Regions from separate parts of the Mus musculus genome. Here all the other regions are linked to region 6. Evidence: chromatin contacts called from public HiChIP or PLAC-seq and Micro-C data. All regions are on one chromosome and are shown on one strand. The core of a region is the stretch at or near the end of the contact, and the rest is flanking DNA. Distances in the headings are between cores, read along the strand shown.

Evidence for each region. A called contact is a pair of places that touch in the nucleus more often than the background predicts. HiChIP or PLAC-seq counts read pairs in DNA pulled down with a chosen protein or histone mark.
Region 1: a contact with region 6 is called in an H3K4me3 HiChIP or PLAC-seq map of embryonic stem cells, with 7 read pairs. The contact joins the promoter of Sphk1 here to the promoter of Septin9 in region 6. A contact is called at or near these places in 2 of 115 datasets of contacts at active chromatin or transcription factors (embryonic stem cells and pancreatic cancer cells).
Region 2: a contact with region 6 is called in a FOXA1 HiChIP or PLAC-seq map of pancreatic cancer cells. The contact joins the promoter of Afmid here to the promoter of Septin9 in region 6. A contact is called at or near these places in 3 of 39 promoter capture datasets (cranial neural crest, embryonic stem cells and second pharyngeal arch cranial neural crest), 1 of 15 datasets of contacts at CTCF or cohesin (large pre-B cells), 3 of 484 Hi-C or Micro-C datasets (embryonic stem cells and uterus), 15 of 115 datasets of contacts at active chromatin or transcription factors (the NIH/3T3 cell line, craniofacial prominence, differentiating embryonic stem cells and 12 more) and 4 of 9 other capture datasets (adipose tissue, embryonic stem cells, liver and 1 more).
Region 3: an H3K27ac HiChIP or PLAC-seq map of extraembryonic endoderm stem cells shows a contact between it and region 6, with 3 times the contacts expected there. The contact joins the promoter of Ube2o here to the promoter of Septin9 in region 6. A contact is called at or near these places in 2 of 115 datasets of contacts at active chromatin or transcription factors (extraembryonic endoderm stem cells and pancreatic cancer cells) and 1 of 9 other capture datasets (embryonic stem cells).
Region 4: a contact with region 6 is called in a Micro-C map of embryonic stem cells, with 1.7 times the contacts expected there. The contact joins the promoter of Prcd here to the promoter of Septin9 in region 6. A contact is called at or near these places in 1 of 484 Hi-C or Micro-C datasets (embryonic stem cells) and 1 of 115 datasets of contacts at active chromatin or transcription factors (pancreatic cancer cells).
Region 5: an H3K4me3 HiChIP or PLAC-seq map of embryonic stem cells shows a contact between it and region 6, with 3 times the contacts expected there. The contact joins the promoter of Tmem235 here to the promoter of Septin9 in region 6. A contact is called at or near these places in 1 of 39 promoter capture datasets (embryonic stem cells) and 5 of 115 datasets of contacts at active chromatin or transcription factors (embryonic forebrain, embryonic midbrain, embryonic stem cells and 2 more).
Region 7: an H3K4me3 HiChIP or PLAC-seq map of embryonic forebrain shows a contact between it and region 6, with 4 times the contacts expected there. The contact joins the promoter of 6030468B19Rik here to the promoter of Septin9 in region 6. A contact is called at or near these places in 3 of 39 promoter capture datasets (cranial neural crest, maxillary cranial neural crest and second pharyngeal arch cranial neural crest), 1 of 15 datasets of contacts at CTCF or cohesin (large pre-B cells), 1 of 484 Hi-C or Micro-C datasets (embryonic stem cells), 11 of 115 datasets of contacts at active chromatin or transcription factors (the SCID.adh cell line, bone marrow-derived dendritic cells, craniofacial prominence and 8 more) and 1 of 9 other capture datasets (embryonic stem cells).

Annotation. Positions count from the first base shown.
Region 1 is chr11:116,530,857-116,534,035 of GRCm38.p6, reverse strand. It overlaps Sphk1 (sphingosine kinase 1), which reads right to left and starts at 1,585. Exons shown (of 6, transcript NM_025367.7): 1 at 668-1,585; 2 at 1-66.
Region 2 is chr11:117,824,309-117,827,618 of GRCm38.p6, reverse strand. It overlaps Afmid (arylformamidase), which reads right to left and starts at 1,700. Exons shown (of 11, transcript NM_027827.3): 1 at 1,613-1,700. The coding sequence starts at 1,669. Tk1 (thymidine kinase 1) reads left to right here and starts at 1,605. Exons shown (of 7, transcript NM_009387.2): 1 at 1,605-1,905; 2 at 1,987-2,018; 3 at 2,838-2,948. The coding sequence starts at 1,840.
Region 3 is chr11:116,580,157-116,583,483 of GRCm38.p6, reverse strand. Ube2o (ubiquitin-conjugating enzyme E2O) reads left to right here and starts at 2,037. Exons shown (of 18, transcript NM_173755.3): 1 at 2,037-2,472. The coding sequence starts at 2,071.
Region 4 is chr11:116,655,785-116,658,729 of GRCm38.p6, reverse strand. Prcd (photoreceptor disc component) reads right to left here and starts at 1,622. Exons shown (of 5, transcript NM_001163318.1): 1 at 1,423-1,622; 2 at 1,124-1,192. The coding sequence starts at 1,493.
Region 5 is chr11:117,859,232-117,862,622 of GRCm38.p6, reverse strand. It overlaps Tmem235 (transmembrane protein 235), which reads right to left and starts at 1,871. Exons shown (of 4, transcript NM_001085535.1): 1 at 1,697-1,871; 2 at 315-395. The coding sequence starts at 1,871.
Region 6 is chr11:117,264,750-117,267,826 of GRCm38.p6, reverse strand. Septin9 (septin 9) reads right to left here and starts at 1,581. Exons shown (of 11, transcript NM_001113487.1): 1 at 1,232-1,581. The coding sequence starts at 1,286. Gm39478 (a long non-coding RNA gene) reads left to right here and starts at 1,643. Exons shown (of 3, transcript XR_880325.3): 1 at 1,643-2,008.
Region 7 is chr11:117,796,344-117,799,572 of GRCm38.p6, reverse strand. It overlaps 6030468B19Rik (RIKEN cDNA 6030468B19 gene), which reads right to left and starts at 1,913. Exons shown (of 6, transcript NM_029964.1): 1 at 1,770-1,913; 2 at 1,118-1,150. The coding sequence starts at 1,806.

The sequences.
Region 1 (3,179 bases), core at 336-2,835, 730 kb after region 6:
GGGGCTCGCCCTCTCCACCTCCCTGGGCTGTGTGAGCGCCCTCGTCATTCCCCGGGGCGGCCAGATCTGAGGGACAGGAGGAAAGAGTGGTGGGGTTCTCTGCCTGGGCTTCCATGCACGTGGGACAAAGTGCCCAACCAGAGCCCCTGGCTCGCGACTGAATCACCAGAGCCCCGTGGGTGGGGGATCTAGCTTTCCAGAATGAGCTTCCCACCCCACGAACATTCCGTTCCAGGGGACACCGGATTCGGACCCGACGCATGAGTCAGTGACCCGTGGCTCTCTTCGTCGGGCCGGCTCTTCACCCTTCGGGCTTGGTGGAGAATCCAACTGCATACAATTCCCAGAACTGGCATTGAGAGGCGCGTACTCTGGGACGAAGAACCCCATCGCAACCTGCGCAGTCGCCCGGTCCCCTGCCTGAACTACGAAGCCGCTGAAGCTCCGAGTCTCCAAGAGGGTGGGGGTGGGGGTGCGTGCCGCACTCGTGAGAACAGCGCCCAAGTCCCGCAAAAGCCTGCCTGTGCTGGGCGGACCCACAACTATGGTCTGCCCTGCCGGAGCGCGAGTGTGCACTGAGGCGCAGGCGTGGGGCCGTCTCCTTCACGGACCCACGAAGGCACCGCCAACTACGGGAGGGCGCGCGCGGGGGAAAGGGGATCCCTACCCAATCTGTCCCACGGGCGGCCAGTGGCGGAAAGCAGCTCCTCTCCGACTCAGACCCGCGACAGAGGGACAACTGAAGCACTGGGCTGACACCGACTCCAAGGGATCGCCCCCCTCCGGTCTCAAACTTTTTGCTCAATTTCACGGCGGCCCGGGGAGGGCGCTGAGCCTCTGGGCCGGCCTGGCCACGCCCCGCGTTCCTTGTGCTCTCGGGGTGGAACCAGAGTTGCGCGCAGCTCTGGTCCCCCACCCGCCCGGGATCTCACTGCACCTCCCCGAACACAGTCGCCGCCAGCCTGGGCTCGGCCACGCGCAGATGAGGGGCAGGATCCCCGGATACGATTGTGCGCCCGGTGCTGGAGGAACAGCTTAGGAAGTCCGCAAGAGGTGGGGTTCTGAGCCCGGCCTGAAGCAGCGCATCCGCGGAGCGCGAAAGCGAGGGCGCAGCCCACATGCCGGCGCCCAGCATCCGAGCGGGCTTCGGGTACGCGTGGGTCTGCGCTTACTGAACCTCGAAACTGCTGTTCACAGTAGGGATGCAGCGCCTCTTTGGCGTCGCTTAGACCTAGCCTGAATTCCACATCCAGACCCTAGTGCTGTCCTGACTCTGGGCCAGGGTCGGGTCACCCGCCACCCGCGAACTTCTCTTCCTCCCCTGCTCCTCCGCGGTGCCTTTACTTTTAGCTTCCAGATGCAGCCGCTGGCTCACTCAGACGCCGAACCCGAAGCAGTCTGGCACGCCTTTCAGGAGAAAGCTGAACCGGTTTGGGGACGAAGTCGAGATGAGAGTACCTCGTCAGCAACCTCCAAAGGTGGAGTCTTTCCCCCCAGGGAACACTATCAAGGCCTGAGATGCTGCCTGCCGCGGATGATCGGGATCCACGATCCTCACCGACTGGAGGAACCCAGCAGTGTGGACAGGGCAATGGGGGCTCTCATCAGGATTGGAGAGGCTAGCATGGGGGCGTGGTCCCAACCTCCCCACCCCTTCGGGCGATCTCGGGGTGAAAATGCACACGTGCCCCGGTGTATGCGCTTCGGTGGAGATAAACAAGACGCATAGTTGTGTAAGTGATATATTTCATGGCAAGTGACCTGAGGGTGTCCGTGACTAACCGGAGTTAAATTTTTGGAAGATTATTAGCGGAGACTTGGAAAAAGAAGCTCCCAAATCCTACCAAGCACCAAAAACAGACACCAAACTCCCAAGGAAGCTGCATTGGTTTAGCTCCGGTTACAGAGAACTGGCGCGCCCACACCGGCCCCCGCGCGACCCCACCCACCTCTATCTTCGCATCGCTTCTTAAAGTCCAGAAGAGGCGAGTCCAAGAGGAAAACGAACCCAGATAAGAAAGGATTGCAGTGAACTAGGTCACGCCTTGAAGGTGGCTTCTCTCCCAGAGGACCCTGGAGTTCCCCGACCGAGTTTCTCAGTATTTTAGGAGTCCCCAGGAGGGCCAGGGGCACAGGCTGGACCTGCGGTTCCGCACGCGTCACTGCAATATATGCCTTGGCTCTGTACAGCCGCGGGACAGCCTGACCGGATCATGAACGCCCCGAGTGCCTTCCGAGAAGGTGACTCAGCGACACGCTCACGGGTGGAGAAACTCCCGGAAACAACCAACCAACCAAAAAAAAAAAAAAATGAGGATTTGGAGGGAGCAAGGGCGTCATCACCCACCCCCGGTTCCGCGACTCGTGGCTACCAAGATCTGGTCCTGCACCTACCCCCATCCCCGGCTTCCCACCTTACACCCCTGGAATCTAGCGCGGACAAGGAAGGATTGCAGCTCTGCAGCCGCAGTGCCGTGGTCACGCGCTGCGGGGACACGAGTCGCGGTGGGAGGAGGGGGCTCTGCGGGGAAGCCAGGCTCTCTGCCACTCGCTCCCTTGTCTACCCTGCCCCCTCCCCTTACCAGAGACCTAGGGTCCAGATCTGGCGTTGGTATCTAGCAGACTCAGGGAGGAAACTATTCTCCCCGAGATTTTGAGCTTGGAGGGGGGCTGGCTGCCCAGACTGTAGGAAACACCCTCCTCTGCTCTCTCACGGTTTGGGAAGGAGTGTTTATCAAGCCCGACAAGCAAGTCATTAACAACTAAAGAGGAGAAACTGAGGCACGGGGAAGGAAAGATCGGGCTGTGTGTAAATTTACGCTCAAAATGCCGACCTGGATCAGGGTCTCGCTTTTCTTTGAGGCCTGGGGCTGGAACTTCTCATACTCTGAGGGCAAGCGTGGAGCAAGGTTGACTGGAAACTCAGTCCGTGGGAGAGAGCAGAAGCAGCCTGCAGGACATTTTATACTTGGGCCTCAGGGCCGGTTCCCCTTCTGCTCAGAAGAGACCCAGTGGGAGGGGGGTTCCAGTCTGGCGCTGGTTCCAGTGGACACAATGGCTCCTCTGTGTCGGCTGCCGCCTCATCCTCTGGCCTCCTCACCTCTCTGGTCTCTGCCTCTTTCATTCTTGTTCACCTCCCCCATTCCATGCAGCTTTCTAGACCCTTTCCTTTCCTAAAG
Region 2 (3,310 bases), core at 451-2,950, 560 kb before region 6:
AAATGTTGCTCAGCCAGATGGCAGCTGCAGAAGGCTATGCAGCCAGAGGTGTGGTAAACGCAGCTGGAATCCCAGCTCGCTGTGAGGCAGAGGGAGGCAGAGGCAGGAGGACAGCCAAGCCAGTTCCTGGATAGATAGCCAGGACTACACAGTGAGACTCTGTTTACAAATAAACAGTGTTTGGGTTATAAAGTGAAAAGTGGGGACAGTTCAGTGGCAGAGCATTTGCCTGTTGTGCTGGGTTCAATCTCTACCACCACGAGGGGAAAATGTAAGATGCCCACACTTAACACAGAAAGCCAGGAGGACACAGGTTCCTAAGCCAACACAGGAATCCTGAAGACAGTGAGTGCGTCTTCACACTGAGGCCTGGGGCTGGGCACCTTTGGCTCTCTCCAGCTGTCTCTAGCCTTGCTCTTCTCGTTGATATAATGGGGGTGCTAGACGCCCACAGGGTTGGAAGGGAGGTGTGTAAGAGAAACAATGTAAGCCCCTTGCTCAAACACAGCTGCCTCTGCCTCTTCCTGTTGAATGTTCGTCTTACATGCTATAGACCCTTCTCGTTCCGGTTGGTACCTGCTGGATGCTAGGGGCCTGGCTAGGCATCATCTTTTTTTTTTTTGTCGTCTTTTTGTTTTCTCATCTCTTGTAACTGTGTAGCTGCCTCGAGGATCAAGTGCTGAGATTACTGACATGTGCCAAAAGTCTTTTTATTTCCTCTTTAAATGTGTGTGCCTGCAGTCCCTTCTGGAGCTGGACGCTGTGAGCTGTCTTGATGTGGGTGTTGGAAATCCTCAACTCTGCGCCTCCGGAGGAGCTGTGGATGCTCAACAGCCGAGCCATTTCTCTAGCCCTCTGCCTTCATTTTTACTATTAGGATTTATGATTGATTGTATTTTAAAGTTTATTTTTTGTGTAGTCCTGGCTGACCTGGAACTCACTCTGTAGACCCGGCTGGCCTTGAACTTAAGTCACCTGCCTGCCTCTGCCTGGAATTGAATGCTTGAGCCACCCCCGAGGACACATGTTCCTAACTTTCAACAGATTCTAAGTGATGTCTGTCTGTGACCAAAACAAAGAAGCCTGTTTAATACAAGCTAACCAGTCAAGAAATCCTAGTGGAATGGTAATTAACTACAGCAAGCGCCAAAATGTGTTGTCCTGCTTTGTGTATGCCTTTGGTAACCCTTGCCGCAACCAATGGCAGACAGAGTAACCAAACAAATTCCTGAGTGAGAAGGTTTCTGGGCATGCTCGGTGTGAGCCATAGGAGTTTTAGCATGGGAATTCTGAAGCCGCTCAATACAGTCTGTCCCTGAAGGTGCCTGCCTTACTTTGCGACTCACAGCAAGGACCCCCAGCCTTGGCACCTTCCAGACTGTAGTTACAGAAACACAGAATCACACTGCACAACCTCAGAGTAAGGTCCAAACCCTAAGCCCCTTAGTTCCTGCTGGAACTTGAGTTTTCGCTGTCTTTAAAACCAGGCTAACAAGCTAAACCTGCTCTATGACGAGAAAAATGAAGAAATCTGGCGCTCAACGCTTGGAAATTTGGCTTGTGGGCATCCTAAAATTCCAGTCCCGGCTCTGGGCGGCTGCACCACACCTACCTCCGAAGACAAGTTCCTCCAGGGATTCTGGCCCGCAGAAAGGGAAGGAAACGCCATGGCCAGATCCGGAGGGGATGGTCGAGCTCCAGGCTTTTCACGTAGCTGAGAGGTGGGACGAGTCTTGTCTTCGTCCCGCCCCCTTTTGAGTTCGCGGGCAAATGCGAGCAGTAAGTCGAAATTTTTCCACCCACGGACTCTCGGTGCTAACTAAGGTTTGCACAGCAGCCATGAGCTACATCAATCTGCCCACCGTGCTGCCCAGCTCCCCCAGCAAGACTCGGGGGCAGATTCAGGTGCGGGGTCTGGAGTGGGGTCGGGTGGTGGCTGGTGCGGGGTGTACAAGGGGGAGACCCCTTAAATGACTTCTCTTCTAGGTGATTCTCGGGCCCATGTTCTCAGGGAAAAGGTAATGAATGGGCCTTCGGGGCGGTGGGCCTCCCTCTCTCTCTGCAGCCTCTCTCTCTGCAGGCCCTGGCTCTCCTCTCCCCCCTCCCCCATCTTCCCAGGAGCCTCTGACTAGGCGGCAAACGCGCTCGACCTCTGTGTGTACATTCCCGCCCAAAATTCGATTTCCTGGATTGCTGCCATCCTCCTGCCCAAGCCTTTTCTCTTGGGGAACCCTATCTTTGCTGAGGCGGACCACATGGGGGTACAATTGAAGACCCCAGCCCACATTACCCAGGAGCCCACCGAACTCTCATGTGTCCCCTGGGAGTTAGGCACCTTCTCTGACAGTTTCCTCATTCATTCCCCATGCGAGCTCTCCTAAAGCCTTGGAGCCCAATTAACTCTGAGGTGAGGGTCTAAACTCTGGGAGTCCCACCCAGAATAACAAACACACACTACTTGGGTTTTCTTTGCTTTATCTTGGGGTTAGTTTTTGTTTTTTTTTTTTTAACTCAGCGTCTTTATTTGTGGCCCAACTCAGAGATCCGCTTGCCTCTGCTGGGGTGCATCACCATACCAGGCACCTCATTATTTCTGAATGGTCTGGTGTCACCTCAATTTGTCCCTTGCCCCGAGGGTGAGGGCCAAACTCATGATCTGGGATCCAGAAGCAAGCTCTCTGGTGATTCTGTCAAAGACTTTGAAGTTCATTCATGAAAATTGAATTTTGTTCAGAACAGCATGGGGTGAACGGCTGCAGTTCCGGCTGCCCGACGCTAGGTGGTAGTGGCAGCCCGCCTTTTGCTCGGGCCTCATGTGCTCTGGTTAATTCTTGCAGCACAGAGCTGATGAGAAGAGTCCGGCGCTTCCAGATCGCCCAGTACAAGTGCCTGGTCATCAAGTATGCCAAAGACACGCGCTATAGCAACAGCTTCTCCACACATGATCGGTCAGTCCTACCCCTGAGCCTGCCCTTCGGAAACCCCTAAGCCTCGGGGCACACTGCTGCTAGCCTCTAGTGGATATGAATAAGTGCTCAAAACTTACTTAGAATAACCTGTCCCCAAGTGTCCATTGTACCCACGGAGGCTGGGAGAACCTGGGTCCCACTTGGGTAGAGGCTGCAGCCCTCTTGACTCCAGAGATATTTCCCCCCCTCTTTAGTTGGCTCTCTGCCATTAGGTAGCCGTCATCATTCTGAATTGTCTATCTATCAGCCCTTCCACTGGACATTTCCCTCTGAGCCCAAGGGTAGGTAGGAGTTCAAGAAAGTAATTTGTGCCTCTCGGGGTTGCTGGAGCTGGGCCAAGG
Region 3 (3,327 bases), core at 788-3,287, 680 kb after region 6:
TAGACCAGGCTGGCCTCGAATTCAGAAATCTGCCTGCCTCTGCCTCCCAAGTGCTGGGATTAAAGCTGTGTGCCACCACTGCCCAGCATGGTTCTTACTTGTAATCACTCCTAACTCCCCCTCTTGCTGTGTATAGAAGGCCTCACTGAGATCTGGATCCACCAAAAGGGCTTTGAAGGCAAACCTCCGGTGCTTCTGACTTGCAGCCCTTTCTCATGTGGCTCTGGGCTCTCATCACATCCTCTAGACCAGTTCTCTAAGGGGTCATGACCTTCCAAGTTCCACCCGGGACTCTACATACTCTATACCTATCTATTACAGCCTTGCTTACAAGCTGCCTTAGAGCTGCTTTTTCAGCTATTTAATGAGTATTTGTTTCACGTGCCCAACTAGACTGTCCTCTAGGCACATGTTCATGGCATGCACCACCACACCCAGTTGACAACAACTTAAAAAAATTATTGTGATGATATCTGTGTACATGAGTTTGGGCACATGTGGGCATCTAGAAGATGAAGATGCAGTCACTCTGCAGGGCTACAACTTGATTAGGATGCCAAGGGTGCTTGCTAAACTTGACTGACTAGGAGTGAGGGCACATACCTGTAGTACTCACTAGGGAGGCAGACACTGGCAGATCTCTGTGTTTGAAACCAGCCTGGTTTACAGTGTGAGTTTACATAGATAGGTGGATTTCTGAGAGTCCAGGCCAGTCAGGGCTGCATAGTAAGACTCTGCCTCTTTTTTCTTTTCTTTTCTTTTCTTTTCTTTTCTTTTCTTTTCTTTTCTTTTCTTTTCTTTTCTTCTTTTCTTTTCTTTCTTTCTTTCTTTCTTTCTTTCTTTCTTTCTTTCTTTCTTTCTTTCTTTCTCTCTTTCTCCCCCCCCCACCTTTTTTTGATTTTTCAAGACAGGGGTTTTCTAATATATATATATATATATATATATAAAATTTTAAATTTCAATTAATTTTATTTATTTATTTTGGTTTTATTTTGTAGCCCTGGCTGTCCTGAAACTCACTTTGTTTGGTTTTTTTAAAGGCATTTTTTATTAGATATTTTCTTCATTTACATTTCAAATGCTATCCCCAAAGCCCCCTATACCCTCCCCTGTCACTTTGGGTTTTGTTTTTGTTTTTGTTTTTTGTTTTTGTTTTTGAGACAGGGTTTTTCTGTTTAGTCCTGGCTGTCCTGGAACTCACTCTGTAGACCAGGCTGGCCTCGAACTCAGAAACCCGCCTGCCTCCCAAGTGCTGAGATTAAAGGTGTGTGCCACTGCCTTGCAAGACTCACTTTGTAAGTCATGGCTGGCCTCGAATTCACAGATATCCTCCTGCCTCTGCCTTCCAAGTGCTGGGATTAAAAGCATGTGTCATAACTAAACCGCATTTAAAAAATTTTTGTTTGGCTTTTTTATTCTTTTGTTTGTTTTTACTTTTCGAGACAGGGTTTCTCTGTGTAGCCCTGGCTGTCCTGGACTCACTCTGTAGACCAGGCTGGCCTAGAACTCAGAAGTCCATCTGCCTCTGCTTCCCCAGTGCTGGGATTAAAGGCGTGCGCCACCACTGCTTGGCTTGTTTGGCTTTTTCGAGGCAGGGTTTCTCTGTGTAACCTGGACTTGCTTTGAGACCAGGCTGGCCTAAAACAGAGATGGGCTTGCCTCTGCCTCCTGAGAGCTGGGGGTTAAAGGCGTGGCCACCACGTCAGACCCGGGCATAATTTTTTTTTAAGAAATTACAGTCAGTTTTGCGTGCAGTCCCCGCCCCTCAACTCCGGTAGACCAGTACCCTTCCTCAGGCCCCTAATCCATCTTCGTTCCTGCAGCCCTGCCACGCCCCGCGGCAGTCCTTCCACCCCCGCCCCAAGCATCTTCAGCGTCCCCTAGCGACCGGGCGGCGGCTCCTAGCAACAGCATCCCGGCGCCCTAACGACGGCGGCACGCAGGCCTACGTCAGCGCGCTCGGCCCCGCCCCCGCGCCGCCGGCCCCGCCTCCCCGCGCCTTAGGCTGCCGCCGCCGCTACCGCCGCCGCTGTCGCTGCTGCCGCCGCCCGAGACTCGCGCAGAGCAGTTATGGCGGATCCCGCAGCGCCCGCACCCGCCCAGGCCCAGGCCGCCGCCGCCCCGACCCCGGCCGCAGCCCCCGCCGCCGCCGCCCCGCCGCCCGCGCCCGCTACGGACTCGGCCTCAGGGCCGTCCTCCGACTCCGGCCCCGAAGCAGGCTCACAGCGCCTGCTGTTCTCCCACGACCTGGTGTCCGGCCGTTACCGCGGCTCGGTGCACTTCGGGCTGGTACGCCTCATCCACGGCGAGGACTCGGACTCGGAGGGCGACGATGACGGCCGCGGCAGCTCGGGCTGCTCCGAGGCCGGGGGCGCGGGCCACGAGGAGGGCCGGGCCAGCCCTCTGCGGCGCGGCTACGTGCGCGTCCAGTGGTACCCGGAGGGCGTCAAGCAGCATGTGAAGGAGACCAAGGTGAGGCGGGCCGGGGCGGTCGGCAGGGCTCGGGGAGGGGAACGCCGCCTCGTCGCCCGGTGCACCGTCATCACACCGGCCTGGGCGCGCACGCCGGCAGGGCTGCTCCGGGCGAGGGGAGGGGCCTTGCGAGCGATGCTCGGCTGTGGTGTTGGCCTCGGGGTGATGGACGCGCACGGATGCCCGTGGGGACCTCCTCGGGCGCTGAGGCGCGTTCGGCGTTACACTAGTGCGGCGTTTTTTGCTTACAACCCCCACCGCTAAAGGAGGTCCGTGCTGCATTGTGCTTTCCGAAGGGAAGGCCGTGCCGGGGAGGGCTTGGCTGTGGGTATTCCAAAACAAAGATAGAGGTGAAAACCCAAGAAGTTGAGCAGATGCTGACGGAATGCATGGTGGGGCAGCGGCCCCACGTCTTTTTTGTTGTAACCCCTCTGCATCCTTTGAATTGCCTCGGAGAACTTTATGAGGGAAATGATGAACCAGTCCAGGGCCATGATATTAATAGTACTGAGGGAGATGGTGGCAGCTGCGACTGGGTGTCTAGGACTTCTTGGGGTGGGGTGGCCTATGAAATCGTGGACAGAAGAGAGAGGGACCAATGGGAAAAGCTGCATCTTGTTTTTTCGTTCTTTTGGTTTTAACCTGGGGCTCTTAAGCAAATACCACATTCTCCCACTGTTCGGGAAAGAGGCTTGTGAATGGAGCAGTTCTACAAGAGCGGACTGACATCATAAACCTAAGCCAAGATTGGTTTGCAGGCTTGTTTTCCTGAGTGTGTGGTTTTGTATCTGTCTCTCACATATCTTTACCTCACAGCTCCTCCTGTCCTGCCCCTCCCCATCAGGAAACATTTCT
Region 4 (2,945 bases), core at 373-2,872, 610 kb after region 6:
GAGTAAATAAATAAATAAATAAACCGAAAAAAGAGTAAATAAATAAATAAATAAATAGAGAGAATGAAAAAGAGAAAGGTCTAGGGAAACATAAAGCACCCATCAAGTACTCAGCCGGGAGGACGGCTATGCAGCCAGGACCAGGACAGCTATGTAGCCAGGAGGACAGCTATGCAGCCGGGAGGACGGCCATGCAGACGGGAGTACCACTATGCAGCCCAGAGTACAGCTAGCACGAGTTCCCAGTTCCACTGTGCTTCCGCAGCTGTGCAGCTGTTGTCCACAACTCCAGCTTTAGGGGGCATGGTATGTGTTTACCCGCCCACACTGACTTGAGCCAAGTTAGTAAGGACACCCTCCTCCTGTGGGCCCCAAATCCTGAAGGCCCGGGAGATCTTTTTTGCCCTTTGTTTTCACTAAAAGTGAGAGTTGATCTTGGGATCCTGCCCATGCTAGGGAGTCCACGGGACATAACCTTACACATAGGTACTAAATTGACACTTTTGTAGTGTCTTGACGGGCGTGGAGACTCTGGAAAACCAGGGAAGGAAAAGTCAGGAAGAATGCACAACTTTGCCTCCCCAAAGGCCACATGGCTGCAACCTAAGGAAGAGTTAACTTTCAGGCCATTGGAGACAGCGTCCTGCCCGCAGGGGCAGCCCAGCCAATGACACTTAGTGTCGATGACGTCATGCACCTCCTGCGCCTTCTATTGGGGACTGGACAGCGAATCCTGCTGGAGGTTCAGGCAACGGAGCTGCAGAGCCCGTCCGTGGCAGAGGAAGGAGGAGGAGGAGGGCCAAGGACAAGAGAGCAGCAAATCGACCCAGAGTGGCTCCTGCCTCCTCCCTCTGCTCCCTGCTCCTCCAACAGAAGGTCCTCCTGGGGACTGCCCCACACTCACATCACAGAAGCAAAGCCACACAGCATTGGTTCAGAAAAGAGGAGCAAGGACTCCCTCTGCCACCTAACCTGCCCACTACACAAGGAGTGACTGGTGAGGGCTAGGGCTAGGGCTAGAACTCGGTATTTGAGTGCCTGTGCGCGCATGCGCACACAAACACAGGCGCACACACCAATAGTTTCCTTAGCACTACTTTCCCCACTCCTGACTCTCTTTCACCTGCCGGTAGATTGAAGGTCTGTGTCTGAGCCGCTGCCCACGACTGTCCCGTCCACTCTGCTGGGCTCTCTGGAAGGGAAGAGCAGGCAAGAGAACCTGTAGGCAGTGCTCAGCCCCTGCCCCACCCCTTTACCACAGTCCAGCAGCACAGCACTGGCTGCTCCAACCCACACCACTAGCTCCAAGAGGGACCCCTCCAGGGTGTCCTTTGAATTCCTTTCCAGACCAGCTTGTCTGTAACTCTCCCTGGTGGTCCCTCCCACCCACGACCCCAATCCACAGCCCCATCAGTTTCTCACGGTTCCACTCGGTTGGTAAATCTACGGCGCCACAGCATGGCCAAGCTGAACAGGAAGAGGGTGGTGCACATGGCTCAGCTGCCCCATCCCCACCGACGACCAACTCCGCTGAAGAAGGCCACAGGGCCGGGGAGCCACAATGGCCAGCCTACCTCTCCCAAGCCACCGCTGTGTTTCCTGAAGTTCCTGGGAAGGGATTAGGACGTTCAAGCTGATTAGTGGAGTGGGCAGACCTGACCTTGTGAAGAGAGATTAAACTCACCAGGCCCAAGATCTCCCCTCTAGTGGCAGAGTAAGTCAGCCTCCTTCAAGGCATGCCAGGTAACCCTGAGTGCCCCTCCAGAATGTTCTACCCAGAACATTCACTACTATCCGGGCTTTGGCATCAAGGCACGTAGTGCAATCGAGCTAAGTGAGCTACTTCCATACACTGTTAAATGTACCTGCAGAGCACTTGAGGACTTAGAAGCATCAAGGATAGCTTCAAAGAGGATCTGGGGCCTTGGCCCGGTGACAAAGACCTGTAAGCCACTGGGGAGGGGAGGAGCACCTCAAGTTCAAAGCCTGGCTGAGCTCCAGAGAGCTCTGAGGCCAGCCTGGGAAACCTAATGAGAGTGTCTCAAAGAGCTCTGAGGCGATAACTCTGTAGCAGAGTACTTGCCTGGGGTTCCAAGGCCCTAAGTTCAGTCTCCCATACGGGAGAGAAAGAGTGAGCTATCACAGGAGGTGTCTGAACGTGCAGGTGCCAGAGAAGGACGGGCCCTCAGCCAACTCTGCCGGGCTGCTGACATGAAAGCTTGCCAGTCTTCAGGGACCGAGGCTGCGAGGCAGGGGAGTTGCACTGTCGCAGCCAAGGCAGGAGAGAATGGCAGAGAGGAGAAGAGATGGATGATGGGACCAGGAGGACCAGAGAGTAGAGCGTGTGTGTGTGTGTGTGTGTGTGTGTGTGTGTGTGTGTGTGAGTGTGTGTGTGTGTGTGCTCGAGCACGTGTGTGCGTGTGTGTGAGAGTATGTGCATGTGTGTGAGAGTGTGTGCGTGCACATGTGTGTGTGCGTGTGTGTGTGCGTGTGTGTGTGTGTGTGTGTGTGTGTGTGTGTGCATGCGTGCGCGTGCACCAGGCCTCCCCTGCACCTTCTGAGCTTTCCTAATTACACTCCCTTTGCAGTAAAAGGCAGAGTCGAGGTGTGCACACAGACAGAACTATAAATTCTATCTTATATAACAATCTTATGTAATTTAGATACAAATTATAAGCTTATCAATTATATACTAGACTACTGTACCAATATAATCCTATGTTATGGAGATACAACAGTCAGAGGAGAAGTTGAGAATCGATAGAAATACTCTTTGCACATCCCACCTGGACCTCCTGGGCAACTAGCTGCCTTGGGCAGTAGGGCTTGAGTCAGCAACACAGGGCTGAGACAAGGGCTGAGTGATGCTGGGACCTAAACCCACCTGGGCCATCACCTCTCCAGGACCTTCAGTTTTCCTTCCTAAACAAGGTGGGAGGTAATGT
Region 5 (3,391 bases), core at 622-3,121, 590 kb before region 6:
CTCAGGGAGAGTAGGTCATCGATGGCCATCCAACTGAAAACTGGGTCAGTCTAGAAGGGGACTTGGTGGGCATAAGGAGACCCAGTCATGCTCCAAGGTGGTTCACATCCTCAAAATCAGAGGCTGGTTCCACTGAGAAGGACCCGGGGTATGGGGAGGGCAGAGCCGGCTGGGCTTCCAGGATCTGTGGTCAGAGGGCTATGACGGAGACAACCTCTGGGCCAGAGCCTCAGAAGAAGTTTGTGGGCTGAGGTGAGGTGGTTGGGTCCCAGACCTGCCTGAAGAGTCAGAGATGGCACTGCCCCAGGACTCACAGAGCAGGTGCTGTACGGAGGGAGAAACTTCCAGGCCGGCACTGGCAAATGGGTCAATCAGGGGCACGCAGCTGTTCTGCCCTGAAAACCAAGGTGCAGATGGGGGCTGGGCATCATGGGCACCATAGCCTTGGGACCCAGTTTAACTCTTGAAACTCAGGGCTATGGCTCCAAATGGGACTAGAGACTAGACCTCTTATTTAGTTAAGGGTCACAGAAGGTCATACCTACTGGGAAGTGAGTGTAAAAATTCAAACATTCAGAAATGCCCAGATTGGGTCACCAAAAGAGGAGATGCCACATCCTGGAGCATTCCTGACTCGTGTTATCAGGGCTCTCTGGTCCTTACACATGACCACACACTCATAAGCACCTACATACACTGCTGAGCACACAGGGAAGCACCCACACATGCACGTATGCTGAGCGCGCGCACACACACACACACACACACACACACACACACCTACATCTACACATATGCCGAGGACACACAGATAAGGAGGTTTGCCAGGTAAATGAACAGTTTGATCATTCGTCCCAAGCACACAGAGGAAGCAACCATCACGCATCTGCTTACACATACAAGTCTGCTCACAGCTGTGCGCAGTCACACACACACACACATACACACACTCATACACACAATCATATTTATTTTTGCCTCTCATAGTCACACAACTTATATTTCCTCACACACACAGTACCATGTGTTCATACACAGCCACTGTCATATTCTTGACACCCTTTGGCAAGGGCAGCATCAGGCTGAGGTTGGTGAGAATGGGGGCTTGAGGGGCACTGGGGAGCCTCACATAGGAGACACCAGCCCCTGGTCACTTGGCTGAAGGGCCCTAGACATCCACACCTATGCTTCCTGCCCCTCCTCGGCCCCATGGCCCCTCCTCTAGGAAGGAGTCAGGACTTCCGTGGTCCCTGGGCAACAGCCCTGTGGAAGAGCAGAAAGCGCAGGAAGCTGCGACTGAGCCCTGGTGACTGGGACCCAGCCACCGGTGCTCTTCTTCCTCTGACCTCCATGGGGGCACCTAGTCCTAGAAAGGCTAAGGAGGTGCAATCAAGTTACTCAGAAGCAAGGAGCAGGTTCATGGCCCACCCACCTGACCTGTCATCTCTCAATGGCACCCCTACTCTTCCCAGCCAGGCCTTAGAGAGAAGCTCTTCAGAATGTAAGGAAGCATGGTTTCAGCCCCCTCTGCTTCCCAGCTATGGCCACGATGGCAGCAGCCTGTCCCTGAGCGGGGACCTTCTTTCTCACACTCCTCCGCATCCCAGCAATGGAACTGATAGGGACGGGGTTAGGGGGATAGGAATAAAGGAGGTGGAAGGAGAGTGGGACCAAGGAGTCTCTGTGTGTAGCTCACCTTCACAGGTGCGCCAGAGCCCGGAATGCGAGAAGAGCTGCACGCCACCGAGGCCGCCAGCGTCCGCCACCTCCAGGATGTACCAGTAGTCGCTGGCGACAGCCGCTGCCAGCAGCGCGAAGCTGAGTAAGGCGCCCAGGGCTGCGCTCAGGAGCAAGGTGGCTAGCAGGGCCATGTGAGTTAGAGCCAGACAGCAGCGCACGGGACGCAGGGCCGAGTGGGAAGAGGAGCTAGGGACTGGCTGCACAGAGTGGCAGGGAGGTGAAGACAAGAACTGTCGGCTGGGGACAGTCGGGGTTCGGGACAGAAATGAAGCAGGCTAGTGAAGGTTTAGGCGGTGGGAGGGGAGGGAGCATCAGCAGGAGAGGGCATGGGAGGGGTGTTGCAGAGCAGGCTGGCTGGAAGCAGAGGTAGATAGAAGGCAGGGGCGGGGGAGAGACAACGTCATAGGTGCTTCTGCGACCACTGCATTTCTGCCACCGCAGGAGTGGTCAAGTTTTCTAGGAAATGGATCACTTTTCTGTGCTGGCCAGGCAGTAAGGGAAGAGAGGGGGGAATCTCAGGTCGTAGCAGAGCTGGAGACAATAAATTTGGGCTCAAATTCCAATGATGTCACAAACTAGGCACAGTGCTGTGTGATGTTTGGGAAGAGGATCGGAGGTGAGTCTAAGATGGCCCCACCCCCAAGATGTGCAGGAGCAGTCAGCAGCTGGACCACTGCAGCAATAGCTCCTAGAACGGAGGTTTGTGGAGAGGGAAGGGTGGTAGACAGACCCAGCTGGGCACATTTAGGGAAGACTTGGGTTGTGACACATCTCAGTGTGGGGTCCTGGTTTCCATTAGTCCCGAGGACCAGTGGAATAAGCTTCCTGCAGCAGGGAGAAAAAAGCATTGCTTTTTTTCTAACTCACTTTCAGAGCACACATACAGACCCCTGCCCCCCAAGGACAGGAGTCAGATGCTAATGGCAGGAGAGGCAAGGGAGCAGGGAAGAGGCCTCTCCCAGGAAGAATCAGGCAATGGGAAGCAAGGTGAGCTGGGTTACATTTTGGAGAATGGGGGGACCTCTAAATCACCGCCCCTGGGGAGGACAGAGCCCAAAGAGGAGGGCCAGAGGTGGTCTTTCTAGGACACCAGAGCTTTGACACTCAGGTCAACCACCCCCTTTCTTGGATTATTTGGGTCTCTCCATAATATATGTTTTCTCTCTGCTAAGCTCTTGGCTTGAGGAATATGGTTCAGAGATAAAAGCAATTTTAGCAAAGTTATTAAAACGATATTTCAAGTGGAATTCAGCCATTGAAACAAGAATTGATGCAAGCACAGAATTCTTCCAGCACGCTGCAAGCTGCTCCCTTCACATGCACACCAAGCTCTCCCCAGCCACATCTGCTCTGTGACAACCTCTCCGCTGGCATTGTCCCACAGACACCCCTGCTCTGGAAGCAGGTGGTAGCCCTATGATCTGGTGCTTAGAGAGGCAGCCCTCCCAAGGCAGGAGGAGAGGGAGAAGGGAGGCTCTTATCCCAAACCGATTACGGCTGAGGAGTAATCATGAATCACGTAGACTTGAGGTCACCTAGCAGCCACCCCAGTCAACATGACAACAATCAGTCTTGCTTTCAGTCAAAGGCTTCTTGCATAGAAATCTGAATTGACAGGCTGGTCTGGCCCCATCCCTCTCTCACTGAGTCA
Region 6 (3,077 bases), core at 332-2,831:
CACAACTCATCAGCAACCACCCGCCCCCCGCCCCCCGCCCCCCACCCACTTCCTGACACATAGCTAATCACCTAACTCAGAGATAAGGCTGACCTCAGGTGGGCTCAGGACAAACCCCCTGGTTCCAGTCATGGGGCCTGGAGCACCCCCAACTGGTCACTTGAAGAGCCTGAAACCTGGCCGTCTTTAACTATGTGAAGCCCTTCCTCCCTCGCTCACAGCCCACCAGAGGGCTCTGCCTAAGGCTGCCTGAGAGCCCCTCAGAGGGGCGGGGGCTCCGGGCCCGGCAGAGTCAGGCCCGCCCCTCGGAAACCCAGCCCCAGACGCGCGCGGGACACCATTGTGTAAGCCTCCCTTTCCACTGGCTTTATTTACTCCGGAGGGGGACGCAGGACGAGGGGCCACGGCACCGGCAGTGGCAGTCACGAGGCCTCTGGAAAGCCCGCGCATGCAAGCCCAGGGCGGAGATGGAAGGCCCACCCTTGGAGGAAACGGCCCCCAAGTATCTTTGCACTTTGTAAACTCAGGACAAGAGGCGAAAGTGCTGTCCTTGTGTGAGCGCACAGGCCCCCTCTCTCCCAAAAGGCTCTTCTCTCTCTGATGGATAAAGGTGTCCCAGGCCTGGATCGGGGGTATTGGACATCCCACCCTGGACCCTGAGACTCGCCGGGCCGGGATCCCCTCGGGTGCATGGGGCCTGCGGGCCGATCAATTTGGCAGCCCTTGCCAGCCCCGGGACTGGGCTCAGCCCCAACCCCGGAGCTGGCGTGGGGGAGGGGAGGAGGTCCACCCTGAGGATTCGGCCTCCCACTGGATCCGAGGAGGGGAACTAACTCCCATGCTGGTGAGAGCTGAGGGCGAGCACCAAAAGAAGAAAACCCACTGGTTTCCAGGGTGGAATTGCGCTCCTGGGGTTGTTCCCAAGAAGTCAAGCCCGCCCTCGAGGAGACGACAGTCCCAGAGCAAAAACAAACAACAATAAAAAGACGAACACCCCAGAGGCAGCATGAACCTGGGATCCCCAGGGGGCGCGTGGCCCCCAACTATAGGGTCTATCATCTACAGGCCCCCTTAATGGGGCTCTCCAACTCGGCAATGCGGGGTCTGGGGCGCAGAGCCCCAGGGTGAGCAAACCGGGGTCTTGCCTCTCCCGTGCTCATCCCGTCCCGTCTCAGGCCCGCCTGGAGGTTCCTGCCCAGCTCGCCAAGCAACCGCTGGGTCGGGCACCCACCTTCAAAGTCTGAAATGATCCCGTCCAGCTGTGCGTTGACCGCGGGGTCGGACATGGTGGCTGGTGCGCAGGGAGTCCCGCGGAGACCGGGCCCTGCGCGCTCCCGCTCCCGGTGCAGAGCTGGCCGCCGGAGCCCCTCGGCCCCCACGGTCGGCTGAATGAATGGGGGAGGAAGGCGGGCGCCGGCCCCTCCCCAAGCACCCGGGCCCCCGCCCCGCCCCCGCCTCCCGGCTGGATCAGGTTCCCGTACCCCAGCCGGCCTCCGCGACTCGGCACTGGCTGTTGCGCCCGCCTGTCAAAACTGGGCCTGGAGGGGATGGAACCAGAGCTGCTTCTACAGGGACTGCAGAGTCCCAGGCACACGACCTGGGCTGCCCCCCCTTCTCCCTTCCTGGCGGGTGCCCAGGGGACCGCGACAGACACGGCCTCGGCCCCTCCCCCTCACGCCCCTCCGCGGCCAGATGTGGGCGGATGTAGAGGATGTGGAGGCCGGGCCACAGCAGCGGGCGGGCGCCGAGGGGGACAAGATTCCTCCCCTTCCCTGGGCGCAGTGCTCTTGCTGCCCGAGGTTTTATTTACGCAGCCAAAGTTCCTGAGTGCCTCCTTCGCATATAAGCACGGGGCCTGCAAGGGTTAAGCTGTAGCGCTAGGCTAGTGTGGGTCTGCAGGACCCTAGACGGTTCACTACAGAGATGAGGGTCCCGGGAGTTCTCAGCATCCACACGTCGAGGACTGCTACCCCCTTGCACCCCCGGGGGTCGCTGCTGCATCCTTTGGGTAAGTGCTACGGAAGGGATAGGGCAGGGAGAGGCGGCCCTTCTGAAGAATCGTTGCAACGCCCCTCCCCCCTTCCACTGTATGGGCTTCCTGAGTACAGAGAGTGGACCACGACCTTCCCTCCAGAAGAGAGAAACCATAGTTCCTAACATCAGAAGGAAGGAAGAAGGCTGCTCCTGGGCTCCTTCCACATCAGTGGGTACCCACAGCCTAGACTTTCTCTGTCCAAGTAGCCTTCACACTTCAGACATCCACCGGGCAAGCAGAGAAAACCACGGGGCTATACAGAAAAAACAAACACTAGTTACCAGGAAGGGTCCCCAGGGATTGGGGGGGTGGGGGGAGGCGGTGTTCACCACTTCCTGGATGAGCCAAGTCTCCTGCCCGCTGGGCACAACCTTAGACCTGGGACCTCTCTGCTCAATCAGGGCTGCATGGATTCATAGCTGGGGACAAGTCCCTGCAGAGTGGGCGAGTGACTCATCCCCTGGTCCTCAGTGTGAGTCCCTGAGCTGTCCTGGGTCTGGGTCTGCTTTCTCCCTATTCCACCATTCTCAGTGAGGGAAGAACAGTGCTGAGACCTGCAGAGGCTGGTGAGGCTGCAGAGGAGAGGAGAAGCCTGGGCTAGGTTTGGTGAGACTTTTTTTTTTAAGCTGCTGGAATAGAGTCCTTCCTATTTCAGAAAATGTGCCCCTCCCTCCCTCCCTCATGCCTCAGATGGTTTAAAAACTATTTTCAACCAAGTGAGCTTTTGGACATGGAAAGTGCAAAACCACGGCCATTTTAGATGCACCCGCACCCCCATCCTTCTGGAAGCCTTACTTCAGGAGCAGTGGGCACCCCTGATGGCTTCTGTCAGGGTCTCAGCCTGCCTGGCAGTCTGACCATCACCAGGTCACCTGCCTATCCCACATTTGGGGGATTTCAGGATCCAATCTAAGAAGCTGAGGCCCTTACCACAAAGCCCTGGGAAGATGCCGGGTCCCTGGGACAGCGTCCAACCTGAGTGGGCGTTGTTCATTGGTGTTTCTTATAAAAAGCACCTGGTACACAGAGACACACCCGAGCG
Region 7 (3,229 bases), core at 664-3,163, 530 kb before region 6:
GAGGGAACAAGGGATCAGCCAGCTTTTCAGAGATCTGGCACAGGATACATTAGCAGAGCTGCAGCCATGGGCTGAGAGGACAGGAAGGCAGGACCGCCTCTGCCTGGGTACTTTCCTGAGACTCAGCCACCAGCTCTTTTTTTAACTGTGACACTAATAAACTTTTTCTTTTTTACAGAAAATGAGGAAATGGTAGTTTGGTCTGTGCCTCATCCGAGTGAGATCTGCGTCAACACCACCCTTCAGCAGAACAGAAGGGGATGCCCAGGGATGCAAGGTGGAGACAGGGAGGAAACGCCTGCCTCCACCTTGAAGGGTGCAGGAGGTGGAGAAGTGGCGAGGACCATGAAAGGGGTCCATCTAGGGGAAGGAGGTGAGAGGCAAAGAGGAAAATGGAGCAGGGCATGAATGGAGCGGTCCAGGGCTGCGACCTGTCCCTGAAACCTCTCCTTCCTGGCTCTGTACCGGGACTACTGGGGAGAAAAAGAGAGAGGGGAAGGGGGAGGGAAGGAGAAAGGAGAAGAAAGGAGGGACAGGAAGCCGAAAAGAGAGAGGGAACACAGGAGGGATCTATCTGTTTATCTGTGCATATATATGTGTATGTGTGCATGATATAGTTATACATACATAGGTATATATGTATAGATAGATAAATAGATCAGACAGACAGACAGACAGACAGACAGACAGAGGACACTCACTCTCAACTGCTGTCAGAGCAAAGTGGCTTAATCTCTAGATTCCCTGAGGTCTCCAGCTCCCTCAGCAAGCCCCTCCTGTCCCAGAAGTGCACACTAGAGTTCCCCAGCCTTCTCTGCATCCCACCTATTAGGCAGAGCTGTGGGACTTGATGGAACAGGTGAATTTTGCCCCCTGGGAGGACCTGGGCCCTGTGAACAATGCAGCTGCTCCCTGTGGATCCCTCCTCTTTACACACCTCAAACTCCTCCTCTCCCACCCTGCCCTGTGGGGTGGAGGTCACAGTTATCCATCTGGATCCTCTCACACCAAGTCCTCACCATCAGTCTTTTTAGCCAAGGCACTTGCCACAAGCACCCAGCTGTGACCCAGGTGTCCCCAGCTAGATCCTTCTCCCCCCAGTGTGGGGGCTACTCACCTTCTGTCTGCTCCTCTGAGAAGCCACAGGCAGCTGTAAAAGAGGAGAGGGGAGGGGTAAGAGGAAGCCCTGCAGAGGAGGGAGACTGTCCAGACAGCTTCCTGCCCAGGCTGATATCTGACAGTGAGGCCCCTGGGACCAGTTAGCATCTCTGATCTGGAGTTTTTATCTTATCTTACTTAACACAGGGTCTCCCCTATACTCCAGGCTGGCTTTGAACTCAATACGTACCTGAGGGTGACCTTGGAATCCTGATCTTCCTGTCTCTACTTCCTGAGTGCTGGACATGCACACGTGCGCATGGGCACCCTCCCAAACACACTATACCACACACACATCACACCATACACACATACATACACATACAGAACACACTACACCATACTCACATACACACCACACATACTACATACACCAGTGGAATCCAAATGACAGATGATACCCTAAACAAGGTCACATCTGCATAGCATAGCACATCTGTCTGCTGTCAATCTCCTGCTCAGACCCTCTCACCGTGTCTCTCTCTCTCTCTCTCTCTGGCTTCCAGGGTGCTTCCGCCTTTGGGTCTCTTTCTCTCTTGGACTCTCTTCACACTCCATTCCCTGAGCCTACTCTCTCAAGGCCCTTCCCGTGATGTCTGCAGGAGACTCACCCAGCATGGCAAAGAGGAGCAGCTGAAGGAGCGCCATGCGTCTGTGAGGTTGGGGCTGTGTATGGCTCAGGCTGTCCAAAGCTTCCTGTCTGGCCTCTCCACCCCAAGGCCCCTGGATGCTCCTCGGGTGGCTGCCTGCAGCTAGGAGATAACTTGAAGGTTGTGGCTCTCCAGGGGCCCCAATACCTTACAGGGCTGGTTCCAGGGATATCTGTGTTCTCCCCCTGTTACCTGCAGGGGAGGAGGGGATAAGCGCGTGTGTCTACTGAGTTTGGGATGTGTGATTATCCTGGGGCACTGGCGTGGGGCTAATGTTAACACAAGGGCTCTCCTTATCCAGGAAACCTGGAGAATCAGTAGATTCCTGTTAAGAGGCAGGGAGGGGAGGTTCACATCATATTGAGATCCATCTGAACACCACATACCAGGTGAATTTTGCCCCCTGGGAGGACCTGGGCCCTGTGAACAATGCAGCTGCTCCCTGTGGATCCCTCCTCCTCGCACATCTCAAACTCCTCCTCTCCCACCCTGCCCTGTAGGGGTGGAGGTCACAGTTATCCATCTGGATCCTCTCACACCGAGTCCTCACCATCAGTAACGTCTTTTTAGCCAAGGCACTTGCCACAAGCATGCAGCTGTGACCCAGGTGTCCCCAGCTAGATCCTGTCTAGCTATCGATATTCTGCTCAGACCCTCCCACAGTCTCTCTCTCTCTGGCTTTCAGGGTGCTTCCGCCTTCTGCTATAGCTGGTGCATTCTGTCTCCAAGTTAGACCTCAGGTGGGATGAGACTCTGTCACCTGAGAGTGTGTAGCCCAGTGCCTTACTCTTTTTTTTTTTTTGACAGATACACAGTAGTTTATTTTTAATATGCTTTTTAGCTCAATGGTTGGATACTTTTAAGCCTCCTGAGGCTAACATGTCCTTATCTTCACTCAGATCAACACCTCTAATTCTGCCCTCAACTCAGTTGCCCAGTTACCTTCCCCTTGCTCAGCACCCTAAATCTGCCCTCAGTTTAGTTACATTTCTAATTTCCCCAAACCCAGTCAGGGAAGAGGCCAATGGCCACTCCACCCAAGATCTCACATGGCTGGTGGCTCTCTCTCCCTCCCAAGCTTGGTGAATCCCCTTTCCCTCCACCTGTGTCTGCTAACCTGCCTGCAGGAATCTGAAAGTCCCTCCTCTCCCACTCAGCCATTGCAGTGCCTTACTCTTGTCTTTAAAGGAGTTCAGAGAAAGGCAAGGTTGTCCCTTAAGGACCTAGATCCAGCCTTACCTGGACAAAGGGAAGTGGACCATGCGACCAATACTGGGGTGGTCTGAGCAGAGCCGTTCTTTCCGAGCCTAAGGCTACACCAGGGCCAGACCCACAGGGACCGAGGGGCAGAGAACCGAAGAAGCAGGTAAGCTGGCACTGGATCATACTACCCCATGGGAGGCCACCCATAGCTACCCACC